Regions from separate parts of the Mus musculus genome. Here all the other regions are linked to region 2. Evidence: chromatin contacts called from public ChIA-PET and HiChIP or PLAC-seq data. All regions are on one chromosome and are shown on one strand. The core of a region is the stretch at or near the end of the contact, and the rest is flanking DNA. Distances in the headings are between cores, read along the strand shown.

What was found. ChIA-PET counts read pairs in DNA pulled down with a chosen protein or histone mark. HiChIP or PLAC-seq counts read pairs in DNA pulled down with a chosen protein or histone mark.
Region 1: a contact with region 2 is called in a FOXA1 HiChIP or PLAC-seq map of pancreatic cancer cells. The contact joins two enhancer-like sites. A contact is called at or near these places in 6 of 115 datasets of contacts at active chromatin or transcription factors (bone marrow-derived macrophages, extraembryonic endoderm stem cells, memory CD8 T cells and 3 more).
Region 3: a FOXA1 HiChIP or PLAC-seq map of pancreatic cancer cells shows a contact between it and region 2. The contact joins two enhancer-like sites.
Region 4: a contact with region 2 is called in a FOXA1 HiChIP or PLAC-seq map of pancreatic cancer cells. The contact joins two enhancer-like sites. A contact is called at or near these places in 2 of 115 datasets of contacts at active chromatin or transcription factors (embryonic stem cells and pancreatic cancer cells) and 1 of 9 other capture datasets (adipose tissue).
Region 5: an RNA polymerase II ChIA-PET map of memory CD8 T cells shows a contact between it and region 2, with 12 read pairs. The contact joins two enhancer-like sites. A contact is called at or near these places in 1 of 15 datasets of contacts at CTCF or cohesin (large pre-B cells), 5 of 484 Hi-C or Micro-C datasets (embryonic stem cells, liver, nephron progenitors and 2 more) and 9 of 115 datasets of contacts at active chromatin or transcription factors (bone marrow-derived macrophages, effector CD8 T cells, embryonic basal ganglia and 5 more).

What each region holds. Positions count from the first base shown.
Region 1 is chr19:46,523,351-46,526,116 of GRCm38.p6, forward strand. No RefSeq gene overlaps it. Among named protein-coding and RNA genes, the nearest start is that of Trim8, 23 kb to the left of the region's middle. Within about 2 kb of position 1,436, at least 254 of the 459 cell types and tissues checked have an H3K27ac peak or open chromatin away from gene starts, as enhancers often do. A contact at or near this core is called in bone marrow-derived macrophages, extraembryonic endoderm stem cells, microglia and 1 more, where this site is marked.
Region 2 is chr19:46,987,655-46,990,354 of GRCm38.p6, forward strand. It overlaps a transcript of Nt5c2 not described here. Among named protein-coding and RNA genes, the nearest start is that of Ina, 26 kb to the right of the region's middle. Within about 2 kb of position 1,262, at least 127 of the 459 cell types and tissues checked have an H3K27ac peak or open chromatin away from gene starts, as enhancers often do. A contact at or near this core is called in adipose tissue, bone marrow-derived macrophages, embryonic stem cells and 4 more, where this site is marked.
Region 3 is chr19:47,312,846-47,315,545 of GRCm38.p6, forward strand. It overlaps Sh3pxd2a (SH3 and PX domains 2A), which reads right to left. Exons shown (of 15, transcript NM_008018.4): 8 at 1,190-1,321. Among named protein-coding and RNA genes, the nearest start is that of Gm29834, 27 kb to the left of the region's middle. Within about 2 kb of position 1,421, at least 228 of the 459 cell types and tissues checked have an H3K27ac peak or open chromatin away from gene starts, as enhancers often do. A contact at or near this core is called in pancreatic cancer cells, where this site is marked.
Region 4 is chr19:46,478,197-46,480,896 of GRCm38.p6, forward strand. All of the region lies in intron 10 of Sufu (SUFU negative regulator of hedgehog signaling), which reads left to right. Among named protein-coding and RNA genes, the nearest start is that of Trim8, 22 kb to the right of the region's middle. Within about 2 kb of position 1,300, at least 170 of the 459 cell types and tissues checked have an H3K27ac peak or open chromatin away from gene starts, as enhancers often do. A contact at or near this core is called in adipose tissue, embryonic stem cells and pancreatic cancer cells, where this site is marked.
Region 5 is chr19:46,615,154-46,617,853 of GRCm38.p6, forward strand. All of the region lies in intron 2 of Wbp1l (WW domain binding protein 1 like), which reads left to right. Among named protein-coding and RNA genes, the nearest start is that of Wbp1l, 17 kb to the left of the region's middle. Within about 2 kb of position 1,363, at least 37 of the 459 cell types and tissues checked have an H3K27ac peak or open chromatin away from gene starts, as enhancers often do. A contact at or near this core is called in embryonic stem cells and memory CD8 T cells, where this site is marked.

The DNA.
Region 1 (2,766 bases), core at 186-2,685, 460 kb before region 2:
ACAAGCCACTGTGGATATGGGGGCTTAGAAAGGACCAGGGTCAAGGGTGGGAGCCTAGTTCAGGCTTCTCTTCCTGGTTTGTCAACCCTGTGCCCAGAGTCAGCAGAAAAATCTCAGCTCTAGGGAGGAGGCAGCACAGAACCCCAGGCTGCTGAGGGAGCAGGGCAGGCAGCAAGATGCCATTGTGTGCCTGCAATCAAGAGGCTTCAGAGGAAATCAAAAGCGCCAACTGGATGTGTGCGCACTGTCTTACACTCGCTCTCAAATACACTCACACATTTGAGTGCGTACAAACGCGCGCGCACACACACACACACACACACACACACACGCACTTCTGCCTCTAAATGGGTCAAGTGGAGGCTGTGGTGTGGGTTAGCCAGGGAAGGCTAGGACGTGGGGTGGGGGTGGGAAGAGCAGCCTGGGCCCTGGTACCCGCTCACTCTCCTGGCACAGGAGATGGCGGCAGCTGCAGAGTGGAGTGGGATGTGAGGATAAATATACACCTCCCATGCATATGGATAATGCCCACAGCTGCCCTGCCTGCGCAGTGTTCATTAGGACCAACTGTTTCAGGAGCAGTTCAGGCAGGCGGGAGGGTGCATGCCCATTCACGGGCTCAGGGCAGGGGGGCTGCCTGCAGCTGTGCAGGCCCCGCCTCCTGCCTGGATCAGCATATCCCAGCCGCGGAATGAATCCTGCTCCCTCCCACTCTCTCTCTGCCCAACTCACTGCCCTGCTAGTTCTTGCAGGTCTTAGGGTGGAGAGAGGCCGAGAGCGAGTCAGGATGAAATCTATCTCGGGGGCTCGGTGTATTGAGGGGAAGAGTCGGGCTGGATTAAGTCAGTCTTCTGGCTTCAGGATGGGCTACTGGTGGCAACCAAAGATGATCCCCTCTTTTCCAAAAAGCCATCTGTGGCAGGGAAACTGCTTTAGCTCTGTCATCTGGGAGCTTAAGGGAAGTCCCAGCCCATCGGACTGGAAAGCCCCAGATCAGCCACGTTCTGTGTATGGGGGCTGATGTGGGGACTGTTGTTCTTCCCTGATTCTGACCTTTTGGTGCAAGTAAGACAGGGAGGGAGGCTGGTGGGCTCTGAAGAGTGTACGGAGATGGGATGGGGAAAGCAGGCGGGGAGGAGCTAGTGACACAGATAAGCCATTCCTAAGGATGAATGTGAAGTTTGTGCCCTACACATGGATACCTGACTGAAAGAAAAGGCCAGGATATGCTAGCCAGTGTGTGAAGTCTGTCCAATGTGGGTCCGAAGGAGGAAAATGGAGACAGATGACAGGCCTCTTTGGGCTCTAGTTTTCAAGACTGCTCAGCAGGCAGAAGCTGTGGGTGTGTGGAGGGGGCGTGTCTGTCCTGCAAGCCGCTCTTTTTCCTCCCCTCCCTTCGGGAAGTCAGAGTGGACGGTCAGGACTGCTGCTCCAATGACCTAGATCAAACTTGGCCAATCTCTGGTTCAGACTGGAAGCAACAGACTTAGCCCAGAACCCGCTCCCAGCTGAGCCCAGCTGCTTTCTTTTGTTTTTAAGGGTGGGGCTGGTTCCTGTTTGGCGCCCTGTGCTGGTGGCCTTGGGAGCAGCAGCTAGGGGAAGGTCCAAAGGCCGAGTGAGGTCATCCCTGGCCCACCTTACTGTGCCTTGGAGGCCTGTCCTCCAGGTGCTCCTAGCCACTGATGGTCCTGATGGAGAGCCAGGGCTTCCAAACGAGGAGCCAGCAGGAGCCCAAGCTGCATGCGGGCTCCGGCTCCTGGGTGCTCCACACTCACTCCTTGTTGGGAGCACGTTTCCTGGGTGCTCCACGCTCCTTGTTGGAAGCACGTGGCTGTGGTGACTACTTAGCAGAATCCACTCAGCCAATCACTAGAAGAGGCAACAGTTTGTTTGGTCCCCAGCCCCCCAGCTTCAGGTACCCCAGCCAAGACTTCTGCCCACTCCTGCACCCCATTTGCTCTCTAAAATTCTGTCATTAATATTTAATTTCTTTAGCAAGGGCTTTTTGTCCCTGGAACACCGCACTTCACACTAAGGAAGGAAATTGCTCTGTAGTTCTTTGTGAAGGGGATTCCTGTGTTCTTTCTTTCAAAACAACTTTTTTTATTTTTTAATTTTTTAAAAGATTGCTGTTGTTTTATTTTTCACATATTGGTGTTTTGCCTGTATCTATGTCGGTGCACTGTGTGCACCTGGGTGCTTTGCAAGAACAGCCAGTGCTCTTACACACCAAGCCAGCCCTCCAGCCTTCTTTCTGGGCTTCTAAGATCACAGCTTTGGAAGTCAAAAAGGAACTGGGTTAGTGCCAGCGTAGAGGCAGGAGGATCTCTGTAAGTCTGAGGCCACTCTGGTCTACATAGTGGGTTTGGGCCAGCCAGAATAACATAATGTGAGCCTGTCTTTTATCGATATTACGATGATGATGGTGGTGGTGATATTTTTTGTGTGTGTAGCTGTGTAAGTGTTTCAGAACTCTCTTTGTAGACTAGGCTAGCCTTGAAATTGGAGATCTGCCAGCCTCTCTCTGCCTCTGGAATGCTGGGATTAAAGGTATGCACCACCATGCCCAGTGAGCCGGCCTTGACTCCTCTGTCTCCTTCTTGTGAGATCTTGGACAAGTAACTCAGTATCTCCAGTTAATAGTGTCCTTGCCAAGGTTAAGTAAGATTAATAAATAAGTTGTTTCTGGGGCAAAAGGATACTGACTTAACTGTTTTTTTCTCAGCTGCCCCTGATGTGTGGAGGTCTGGTTGCTGGTTACAGACT
Region 2 (2,700 bases), core at 12-2,511:
ACTCAGATCCTGTGCAAGCATTTTACCAACCGAGCCATCTCCGAAGCCCAAGGCCATTTATTTTCAAAGAGAGATGCAGGCAGGCAGGCAGGCAGGCAGGCAGGCAGTTGGGAGCAGGCTTGGGTATTGGGGAAGTAAGCAGGCTAAAGACAGGACGTTCTGGCCAGAAACCAGAAGGCTGGCATTGCTGAGCCCCAGTGTCATGACAAGATCCGGGGTGTGCCTGACTGAAGTGGCAGTCATGTCGTCACAGGTCGGGAATGGTGAAGTGATTCAAGTCTGGTAGTTCAACATAGTCTCTACATGCAAGGAGCTGAAGCAGGGGGATTGGTGTGAGTTTGAGGTCATGGGTGGGATATGCAGGCAATTACAGATCAGGACAGATTGTAAAATGACATCCTGCTTTTAAAAATATATAATAACCAAGAATCTGAAATAAATGATCCTCAGGAATCAGAAAATAAGTGTCTGGTAAGTTCTGTCTTCGGAGGGTTGAAGAAAAGGCCCAAGTAGGGAAAGTGGCTACAACTCAACCGCTCAGGTCAGGAAATGCTGTGGTCTTGCTTGAACAAACGGTCCTTACGCTACAGCCTCCACGAGAGTCAGTACAACTATCCAAACACAGATTCGCGGGGCCAACAGTGGCTGTGCTCTGGGGCTAAGGAGCTACATTCTAAATTCAGCTGCTCTGGGGTCCAGAAATCATGTCGTTAATGACTCTGAAGATGGTGGTTCACGGCGCTGAGAAGCCGTGCTCACAGAGAGGAAGAACAATGAGTTGGCAGAAATTCTGGTCAGCTCTATATCGCGCTGAGGAATAAGGAGCTCAATTTACAAGTCCCCTCTGGGAAAGAAAACACTAACAAAATGCGTTTTAGAAAGACAAGGCAGTTTTAATGAAAAGGGGTGCCACGCCCTGAAGAGACCCAGGGGTCTCCCCCTCCCCCCCAGGGAAAGTCATTGTGCAGAAAGATAAAACTGTTCTGTACCCATTACCCAGCCGCACCCTCCTGCACTCCTAGGAGACTGCTCTGCTGAGCAGATAAGTAGTGTGGTCTCTAACAACCACACAAAAGACCTGCACAGAGCCAGGTGGGGGCACTGCCTGCTGTAAAGGTCTGCCTGAGTCACCCCTGACAGGAACCAGCTTCTCCTAGCCCTGGAGTTTTCTTCACTATCTGTGATTGGGCTCCCCTAGTCTCTGGGCAAAAGAAAGAAAGAATAAATATTAACTAAAGGTGCAGCTGTGGCAGGGTGCCCAGGCACTCCCCTCCCTTCAGCCTCCTTGCCCCCTGACCCAGAGGCTGGAACCAACCGCTGGGCTCTCAGGTTCATGATCTGCTTGGCTGCTCCTGCAGAAAGAGGGGAGAGGCGAGCATTTCTCTGCATAGCCCTGGATGGCAACCAGCCATTCATTGGCGGGAGGGGCCTTTACAGGTGGCTAAAGTGATGTATAGTCACTGCTGGGGCCTCCTGGACTCAAGTAGCTGACCCATATGATCTCCAAGTCAGCCAAAGCCAAGGCCCACATTCCTTCCATGTGTTACACTTCACCAGTTGTTACATTGTGTTATATTGTGTTACATTATGTTACATTAACCAGTAGCCAGCTAAGCAGATTGTATTCGTCACTGGGTGGTAGGGTGGGATAATTAGAGACCCAGTGATAAATTATTTGTTCAATGAGAATAATAATGCCTGCCTCACTCCTTGGCTATTGAATTAAAGAGATGTTAAAGAAATGAAAACTAAAGAAATAAATTCGTAAGTATTTTTTTTTTAAAAACATCTTTCAGGATGGGGAGATGGCCTTGTGGGTAGATACCCAGAAGCCATTGCAGTAGTGTGCATTGCTGAACTGCGTCCTGCCTTGCCGCTGGGATGCCTGGGCACAGCTGGCATGCAGCTCGGGGGAGGCAGAACGAAGTCCCCAGAATGGTGGTCTGCTGCGGGGTCTGGGACCTATGCCGTGGTTCCCAGTCTCCTATGTACCTGGGCGCCACTGGCATACAGCTGGGAGTCGGGGCACAGGGTCCATGGTCCATGCTTCCCCTTGGGGCATCCATGCACTGGACAGGAAGGGGAAGACAGAGTCCAGGAAGGGCGGGACCAGTCTGATTACAAGTGAGCTCTGGAAGAAGAGAGAGAAGGACTTCTTCGGGAGTTTAGGCGAGGCTCTTTAAGATGAAGGCCTTCCCCGCAGCTTGCTTGGTCATATTGGTTTATTTGATGGTGGATATTAATTGCATACACTTCACTCAGGGTGAACCGGGGATCAAATACCTTTTGCGGGAAGGAGTGCACAGGAAGGGAAGCTAATTGGCTGAACCCTCAGGGGCTTATCTAGGTACCTCATTAGTGTGGAGTACTTGAGGTTTTTTATGCCACATGACTGATCACCACGGTCCTCAGTGGGGTGTTGTGGTTTCTGTTCCAGGGCAGGTAGAGGCGGCAGGGAACGGCTCCGCTCCTGCCGGTCTCAATCCCGAGATCCCTGGGACTTGCGCTCACTCAGCCTGACCACTTCTCATGCCTGCCTGGTAACAAGCTCCCATATGCCCTACAGTGCATCATCCTAGCATTTCTACAGCAACACAGACAGAAGAATTCCCAGACGCTTGTGGGCCACTTACCCTAGGGTTGCACCAGAGAACAAGAGACCCTATTTCAAACAAGATGGGATGCAAAGACCAACATCCA
Region 3 (2,700 bases), core at 171-2,670, 330 kb after region 2:
GACAACACCAGCCTCAGGAGGGGGAGTCTAGCCCTGTGCTCCCCAAAGGATGTCCACTGAGATTTCTTTAGGGTCTCTGCAGTTACTCAGAGGCATTATCATTCAGAGGACTGTTTCTGACCTCAGGAGACTTGTTTCCGCTTCAGCTCTCTGTGCCTCAGTCATTCTATCTACAGAATGGACACAGTGACCCTTTGGATTGTGCTCCTTTCAAAATATTAGAAGGGAACAAAGACAGGCCTCCCTCTTGAAGGGCCCACAAGTGCCACTCCTGGGGTACACCTATATACAGGGCCTGTCCCCAGCAAACTGAAACCAAAATGATCCTGACTCCTTTTAAGTCCCACCGGGCAGGCTGTGGGCAAGCAGCAGAGGATGCTGTGGTTTCAAGGACCCTTTGACTCTCCCTGCAACACGCACAGACTAACTTTTCTCTATCTGCCGAGTGTGCCTTTTCTTGCCAAGGGCATCAAGGGATTTTGATCCATTCTGCAAAAACCCTGGAGCTAGCAGATCCTGCCAAGCCATGGGCATGGTCTCTGTCAGCTCCTAATGACAAAGTGGCCTGCTGCAGGACCCCTTCTGGACCTGGCTTCATCCAGAGCCTGGGCCCTCTTCCCAAGTCCTGGTGGCTTCCAGCTCAGCAGGAGGTGGTCAAACTCACCACCCACTCACTGGCCAGACACTAGCCAACCTCCCACAGGGCCTGGCCCTTCCTCAGACATCTTGCTAGGGGTCTGGGGACTCTGGAACCTATTGTGATGTCATGCCTGCCCTCTCCACCAGCTGGCTGGGTCCTCCCACTCCTGCCTGGATCCTAGCTGGCAGACACACAGCTCGACCAGGGAAAGCTGTCATTGGGCATCTCTGAGCTAAAGCTACCATCTCTGGGCCTCAGATGGCACGGGGTCAGTCCCTGAATGAGGGAGGGATGCTTCCATACCACCTTGGCCTTGCATTAGCACAAGCCAGCTAATTAGCCTCGAGCCAGGGAGACATTCTTCCACCACCAGGCAAACTGCTGGCCTGCAGCCCAAACCAACAGGGGAACTTCAGACTCTTCGGCCCTCTCCCTCTCCCTGCCAGATGGAAATAACGTATAGCTGCAGAGGTGGGGGGAGGAGGAGAGGAACAAAAACCCAGCCGGGCCCAGGAGCCAGGCTGGAACCAGGAGTGGACACGCACTCACCGCTTTCGTTCTTCTCGATGACATCTACCACCTCCCCGGCCTGGAGGCTCAGCTCCGAGTTCTCTTGTTTCTTATAGTTGGACACCACCACGTACTGTTCCAGGATCATGGGCTCGGCGTTGGTGTCGGCACCTGGCGAGGGCAGAAAGCACGCGGTGAGCCAGCGGCCGGCTGTAGCCCCGCGGCCGGGGCGCCCTCTGTCCATCGCCCTCGAGGGAGGCTGCTCGGTCGCCAGCTCTGCACCGCGGAGCAGCCCGTAGCCAGGGCTCGCAGCTTGCCGGGCCCCAAGGACAGGCCATATAGCAAGGCCCCACACCGGCCCGCTGCACCGCGGGGACCGGGGGACATGGGGAGCCAGGGGCCGGGGGGGGGGGAGGAGAAGGGGGTGGAGAGAGGCAGAGACAGGCAGAGACGGAAGCCAAGGAAATTGAGGGAAAAGCCTGCTGCTGCGTGCGAAGCGTTAGTCACAGGCCGGCATGGGGGAGTCTGCTGAGAGGCCCGGGGCCTCCCATCTCTCCAGACTCTTGGGCTGGCCGGGGTGTGAGAGCGGGACCACAGGAGCACAGTGGGCGGCCCATGAAGGCTGAGGCCAGAACACAGGGGCGAGAAAGAAGAGAGAGGGCTGGGAGGTCCAGGAGGCTGGCTGCCTCTACCCCAAGCCTGTAAACCCGGAGAGAAAAGGAGCGGGGCTCCCCTCAGGAGGGAGAGGGAGAGAACTCCACAGCCGAGGTCCAGCAAAGAGTCAAGAGGCTTTGAGGCCGCCAATCACTAGGGCTTACTCGCAACCCTTAAATAGAAACACATGAGACCCGTCGAATGAGGAGCTGGGGGCGGAGGCAGGGGATGGGAGGAGGGCCCAGACTATTTACTTGAAACCCAAGAAGAAAGTCCCAGCGCCAGCGCTGGCGGGCCGAGCGCCCCTCCCTCCCCACGCCAACTTTTCCCCAAGTTCGGCTCCATTCCTGTCCTCCTGGTTCTCCAGGGGCCAGGCAGATAGCAGCTTTAGGCTTTCCAGAGGAGCCTTCCTGGGTCTCTCTGCCATCTCAGCCAGCAGAGGCTGCCCGGTTCCCCTTGTCTTTAAGTGCTGGGAAGTTTTAAAAGCCTTGGAGTCAAAGGCCAGGGTGTATCAGAGAGAGGGCCTGTGAGTCCTGCTTCCAGGAGCAAGGCAGTTCTTTGTCCTGTTTGGCCACTGTATTGGTGTGACATTCATTAAACAAGCACCAAGCTGGCAAATGGACAGGCTGGGTGCCATCTCGGCTTAAAGGGTATATGGCTGGATGTGCCGTCACATCTTTCCTGCTCTTCAACTGATACTGTGGACACTCCCAAAGACAGTATGCCCTGCTAGCCTTATACAAATCCACAAGCCAGAAAATGACTAATCACCTCTTTCAGGAAGCCTTCCCAGACGCTCCACCCCCGAGGGAATTCCTAGTACATTTCTTACAACCATATAGTTGCCAGTCAGTCTGTAATTCCCACAGTAGTGGCTGAGGCAGGAGAATCAGGAA
Region 4 (2,700 bases), core at 50-2,549, 510 kb before region 2:
GGGAAACGCCGGCACCCAGAGCGCCGAGCCTGCTGTCACAGGCTGCTTTCTGCCACTCCCAGGGTCTGCAGTGCCTCCTGAGCCTCTGCTCAGACCTGAGTGCAGGTGGACGAGCAGGAGGCAGCTGAGGACTGCAGGCATAGGGTACAGAGAGAGCCAGCCCTCTGTCCCTTGGCTGCTTGAACCATCCCTGTAAGTCACAGCTGGAGTGGGAGGGCCAAGGAGACTGTCTTGCATCAGCCTTCAGCAGCCTTCCGAGAGCTCACTCCCTGCTTGGCCCCTTGTTCTGGCCACCAGCCCAGGGAAAGGCAAGGCCAAGGCATCTGTCCTCTCAGTGCCGGGGAAGGGGAGGCTAAGGGAGCCAGAGCCCTTTGCAGAGCTGGTGGGACGGCCTCAGATGGGCTTCCATAGACATCTCATCCTGGACTGCCACATGGTCCCCCAATTCCTACTAGCTCAGGAGGACTCAAGGTACTCTGGAGGGCAGATGTAAACTCACACACAGGGATGCTGCGAAGGCAAGATCTTTCCAGAGTAGAGGCATGGCCTCATCCATCCTACTTCGTGTAAGCCAAGTCCAGAGCTTTATGAGAGGTCTCCAGACCCCGGAACAGGCCAGTGTCCCTTCCTAGCCCTGGCACTCTTCGCTGGGGGCTGTGGCAGGCTTCCCCCTTGGCCTGTTGACTCTGAGTTGCCAGTCTTCTGAGCAGAGCCCCGCCCAAAGCTGAGTCAGTTTCCGACATAAGTTCTTAGCCAGAGCTATCTGCAGGAGAGACACTTCAGTCCCAGAGGTCGCTGAAAGGTCATATGACCAAACATGAGATTATTTTTTTTTTTAGGCCTTGCAATGCTTTCTCAGCTGTGTGGTGTCTGATAGCTCACCCAGGTGGTGCTCTTAGTCCCAGCCACTCCCTAGCAGCCCAATGGGAGGTCCTGGCTTGGGAGAAGACGCCTCCCAGCTGTTCCCTGTGGGAAACCTCTGCTGAACTGTATCCCAGCCCAGGAACAGGCTTCCCAGATCTCTCCAGCCTGTCTTCTTCCGTCCCCATATACACCTTTGGATGTGGTGTAGAAGCCAACCTGGGAGTCCCCTGCCCGGCCCCTGGCCCTCCCTTTCTGGTGCCTACCGTTTCTCCTTCCGGTGGGCCTGCCTATACCTGGTCTCCTTTGGAGATCTTGCCTTGGGCCGTCTCCAGACCTCTTTGTTCAGTCCAGTGCCTATTACGTTGCAGAGCAAACTGTAATTCCCCACTGTGTCGACAGAGCAGGAGTCTCAGCCTGCTCCTGGCCACCAAAGCCAACTTCTCACCACCCACCCAGAGCAGGAAATGAGCGAGCGCCCCCACCACTCACAAGCACATGCCTCGCCTCGGCCCCTCCCAGGACGGGAGTGTCTGCCTCAATGTGGGGAAGGGGAGCAGCCGACAGGAGCCCTTGCTGGGCTCCACCTCGATGCCCTCATGGGTGCCAGGGCTGCTCCTTGGCAGGCCATGCCTCTGTAAAGAGCACACTTCCTTCCTGGAGAAGAGGAAAGGGAGGGAAAGAAAGCCAAGCTTGCTGGGGAGCAGAACAACATGTCAACACACGGAGCAAACAGGGCCCCAAGACAAAGTGTGGATTGTCATCACACCGAGGGAAGGCATGGGCACTGTCAGCCACTTAGAAATCCGTTGACCGCAGACCTTGGAATGAGTGTCAGATTTGTGGCGGTTCAGTCCCCGCCTGCAGCACAGCCGGGCCTGCCCGGGGCAGGCACCAACAAAAGATCACTTTTCAGGTTCCTTTCTGGAACTTGCTGGAACCTGGAGAATTGAGAGGTTGTTGACAATCCTTTCTCACCGCCAATGAGCCAGGCTGTCTGACTGCACTGCACAGGTCCTGTGATGGGAGCCCACTGGAGTGAGCTCTGAACCTTGGCTCCAGACCCTCTCTCCAGCTGACCAGGCCCTCACAATCAGTCACCCAGAGGTAGAGCTGCAGTGGGGAGCTGCTGGTTCACACTCTTCTCAGCCCTCCTCCTCTGGGCTCTTCCTAGCACTTCCTCCCCCTATGCGCTCTCAGGGTGCCTTGTGAAAATGCAGGTGTTTTTGCATTGCCTTGGGTAGACTGTTGTCCAGAGTGAGAGCATGTTGCCCAGCACATGTGTTCTCCAGAGCCCTCCAAGGGAACATGTTACTCAGAATGGTCCAGGGGCCCTTCCTCTCTCCTTAGAGGGTCTCCATCCTCCAAGGGCTCTTTGAGCGAAACCCTCAGTGCTTTGTCCCGGTTCTTCAGACAAGCATAATAGAGTGCAGCGAGTGTTGGGATGGTTTGTCATTGCTGCCGATGTTTCTAGACGAGGGGAACTGTTAAAATGTGTGGACTCAGAATGAAGTGTGGTCCTATAGGTCTCTTTAATCCCAGTGCTTGGGAGGCAGAGGCAGGAGGATCTCTGTGAGTTTGAGACCAGCCTGGGTGTGTGTGTGTGTGATACTCTGCTTCCAGCCCTGTTGGAATGCGCAGATACACTCCTGACTGGGTTGAGGGTACTGTTCTTCCTGGTCATTGGTAAAAGCTACCATCACCTCCCCCATCAGAAAGAGGAGAGCCCTGAGTATACACATCTCTAGAGTGGGCACACCTTCCGCAAACAGGAAAAGAGCATGCTCCGTCGCCACCAGGTAGGCACTGTTCTGAAGTCAGGAAGACTGCCTTCCTTCT
Region 5 (2,700 bases), core at 113-2,612, 370 kb before region 2:
AACTTCAGTTCCAGGGGATCTTATGTCCTCCAATCACCCTCCTGTGCCCTAGGCACAAATATTACACACATACATACATACATACATACATACATACATACATACATAAATACTCATACACACCAAATAAATAAATTAGTTAATTTTTAGCTATGAAGATGAAGTTCACATTCAGTGTCCACTTAGTTTCTGACAGCCAGCATCTGGGAAGGAATTGCCCAGCGTCGTTCTGATGCAGGCTCACGCAGGCTCTTAACTCATCAGTCACAGGAATGCTAGCCTGGAAGCTGATAGACATGAGCAGGCCCAGAGCAGTTAGCTGGTCCAGGCTCACGAGTCTGTGTGTTGCAGTGGCTGCCATCATGAAGTGCATGTCAGAGCTTGGCAGAGTCTAAAAGGCCAGTCTCCCGGACGTCAGCCCTTAGAGCTCTACCTCGGTCCCTTTGATCGCTATCCTGGGCATTTTCACACCTCTGTTGTGCCCTTCTGGCAAATGGGGAGAGTAATATCCTGAAATAGACATGAAAATGGCTTATACATTTTGACTCTTTTGAGTTGATTTTCTACATTTTCTTGGCTTGCTTGAGTTCTTGGTCCCTGGGTGTGTCTCCTGGGGACACTGTTTTGAGCACAGCAACCTTGGAAGAGTTTTGTTTCTTAAGATTCTGGCAATGAAGAGCCATGTGTGTGAAGGCAAATAAGCTGGTATCTGCCAGCCCATTTGGGGGTGGGGGGGGATAGTTACTCTGGACTGGGAATACAATTCTCAAAGTCTCAGGAGGCTGGAGAGGTGGTGGCTCAGTGGTTACTCAGTGGAGGACTCAGTGTGAGTGCCAGCACTCACATGGTGACTCACAACTGTAGCTCCAGTTCCAGAGCATCCGATGCCCTCTTCTGTGCTCAGTGGGCACATAACGTACATGTAGACGAAATAGACACATTAAAAAAAAAACACTTTAAGCTCTGGGGGGAGGCCTGGCCCTGCCCTTCCCCTAACTTGGACCCCGGATGAAGGCATTTTTGAAGTGTATTGGAAGCATAGGGTTCAGGAGTTGCTGTGACTGGACATGGAGTGACATGGGGCTAAGCATCCCTTGCCTGTGTGGCGCTGTCCTCTTGAGTTCTGCCACCCTCTGTTTGCACCCGCTTGGCTTGTATGCTCTCACAGTCCTTACAACCTGCAGGCTGGTTGCCTAAATGCTCTCTCCTGGCGTTTTTTGACCACGTAACCTTAAATCTAGAATAGGTTTGGTTTCCTCCTAGTTATAGGGCGGAGGGGCTGGTGGTAAAGGAAGGATCGCCCGAATAGATGATTAGTGTAAGATCCAGGAAGGGAGGGGCACAGTACCGTAAGCTGTGCTTCCAGTTTGTTCCTGTTTAATCTCACCATCCTTCATGCTGCCTCCAGGCACTGCGGATGTTACCAACCCAGAGCTGGGAGACCGGAGCTGGGAGACCGAGCTGGGTAGCTGCTCCCTATTTCCCATAATCAAAAAACCGTGTGAAGCGGTTAGCTCGTGTCCAGGTCCTCCCTGGAGAAAGGGAGTTTTGCCCCTGAGATGGTTTAAATACTTGTAATTCCTCAGCTGAGAATTAAAGATGAACAGATTGTGAGACACAAGGCCCCTTTGGTGGACTACAAGTCTGTAGTCCTAGCACTTGGGAGGTGGCTGGAGATAAAGGTCTGTTAAGTTGCAAGTTTGAGGCCAGCCCGGACTACTGGAGACTGGCAGTCTCAAATAACAATAACAAAAGGCACACACAGGAGGGTTTCCTAACCCCTTCCTAAAGTTTCTCGAACCCGAGGTCAGATTCAGGTATTCTCCTGATCTTGTACTGGCTTGTCGGGTTTTTGTGGCCAGGAAAATGAAATGTTACTAGCACTCCTGTTTTGCAATTCCTTCCTTCCTCCACTTTTTCCCCTTGTGTATGTATGGTGTGTGTGTGTGTGCGCGCGCGCGCACATGTGTACATGTGTACATGTGCATGAGACCACAGGTTGAGCGTGGATGTCTCCCTCAGTTGCCCTCTACCTTATTTTGTTGAGAAGAAGACTCTCACCAAACCTAGGTCCGTGCATGAGATTTACAGAACCTAGGTTATCTGAGACTTTTATCGAGCTGCTCAGACCTTAGAAGAGGAGCTAGGCTTGGGGTGGGGGAGGACGGACATGAGGAGTCGCAGGAGGGGGTGGAGCACCACTAGGAGGCTTTGTGCAGATGCTGGGACCCATCATCCCGGGCTGCTTCAGGTTGGGATGCTGCGAGCCCTTGCCTTGGGTCAGCCATCACTGCATTTGCTTTCCCACCAAAGAGTGGACCACGTTATTTTTGTCTTGCCCAAAGTTTACATAAAAAGTGAACGAAGTCAGCTTTGGTGGAGCCCAGGAAGCCCCAGTCATGCTGAGGGAGTTCCATTTCCTGTGGCTTCTGGGTGTGAATCATACAGGTGATGTGACCTGGTCTCTCTGTTGTTTCCGTTCTGTCACGATCCTCCTATTACAATTTCCTCCAGTGCTACAGTTGGAGCTAGGGTCTCACACCTCTCATGCAGCAGGCAAGCACTCAATCCCGGAGAGGCATCCCTGGCCCTTTTATTTCAGTGCGGTTTAGGATACGTGAAAAGTCTCTGCAGACGGCTTGCTAATTCCCATGTGATTCTTGGCTATGCACCTCTTTGGTTAGATGTATTTATAAGGTC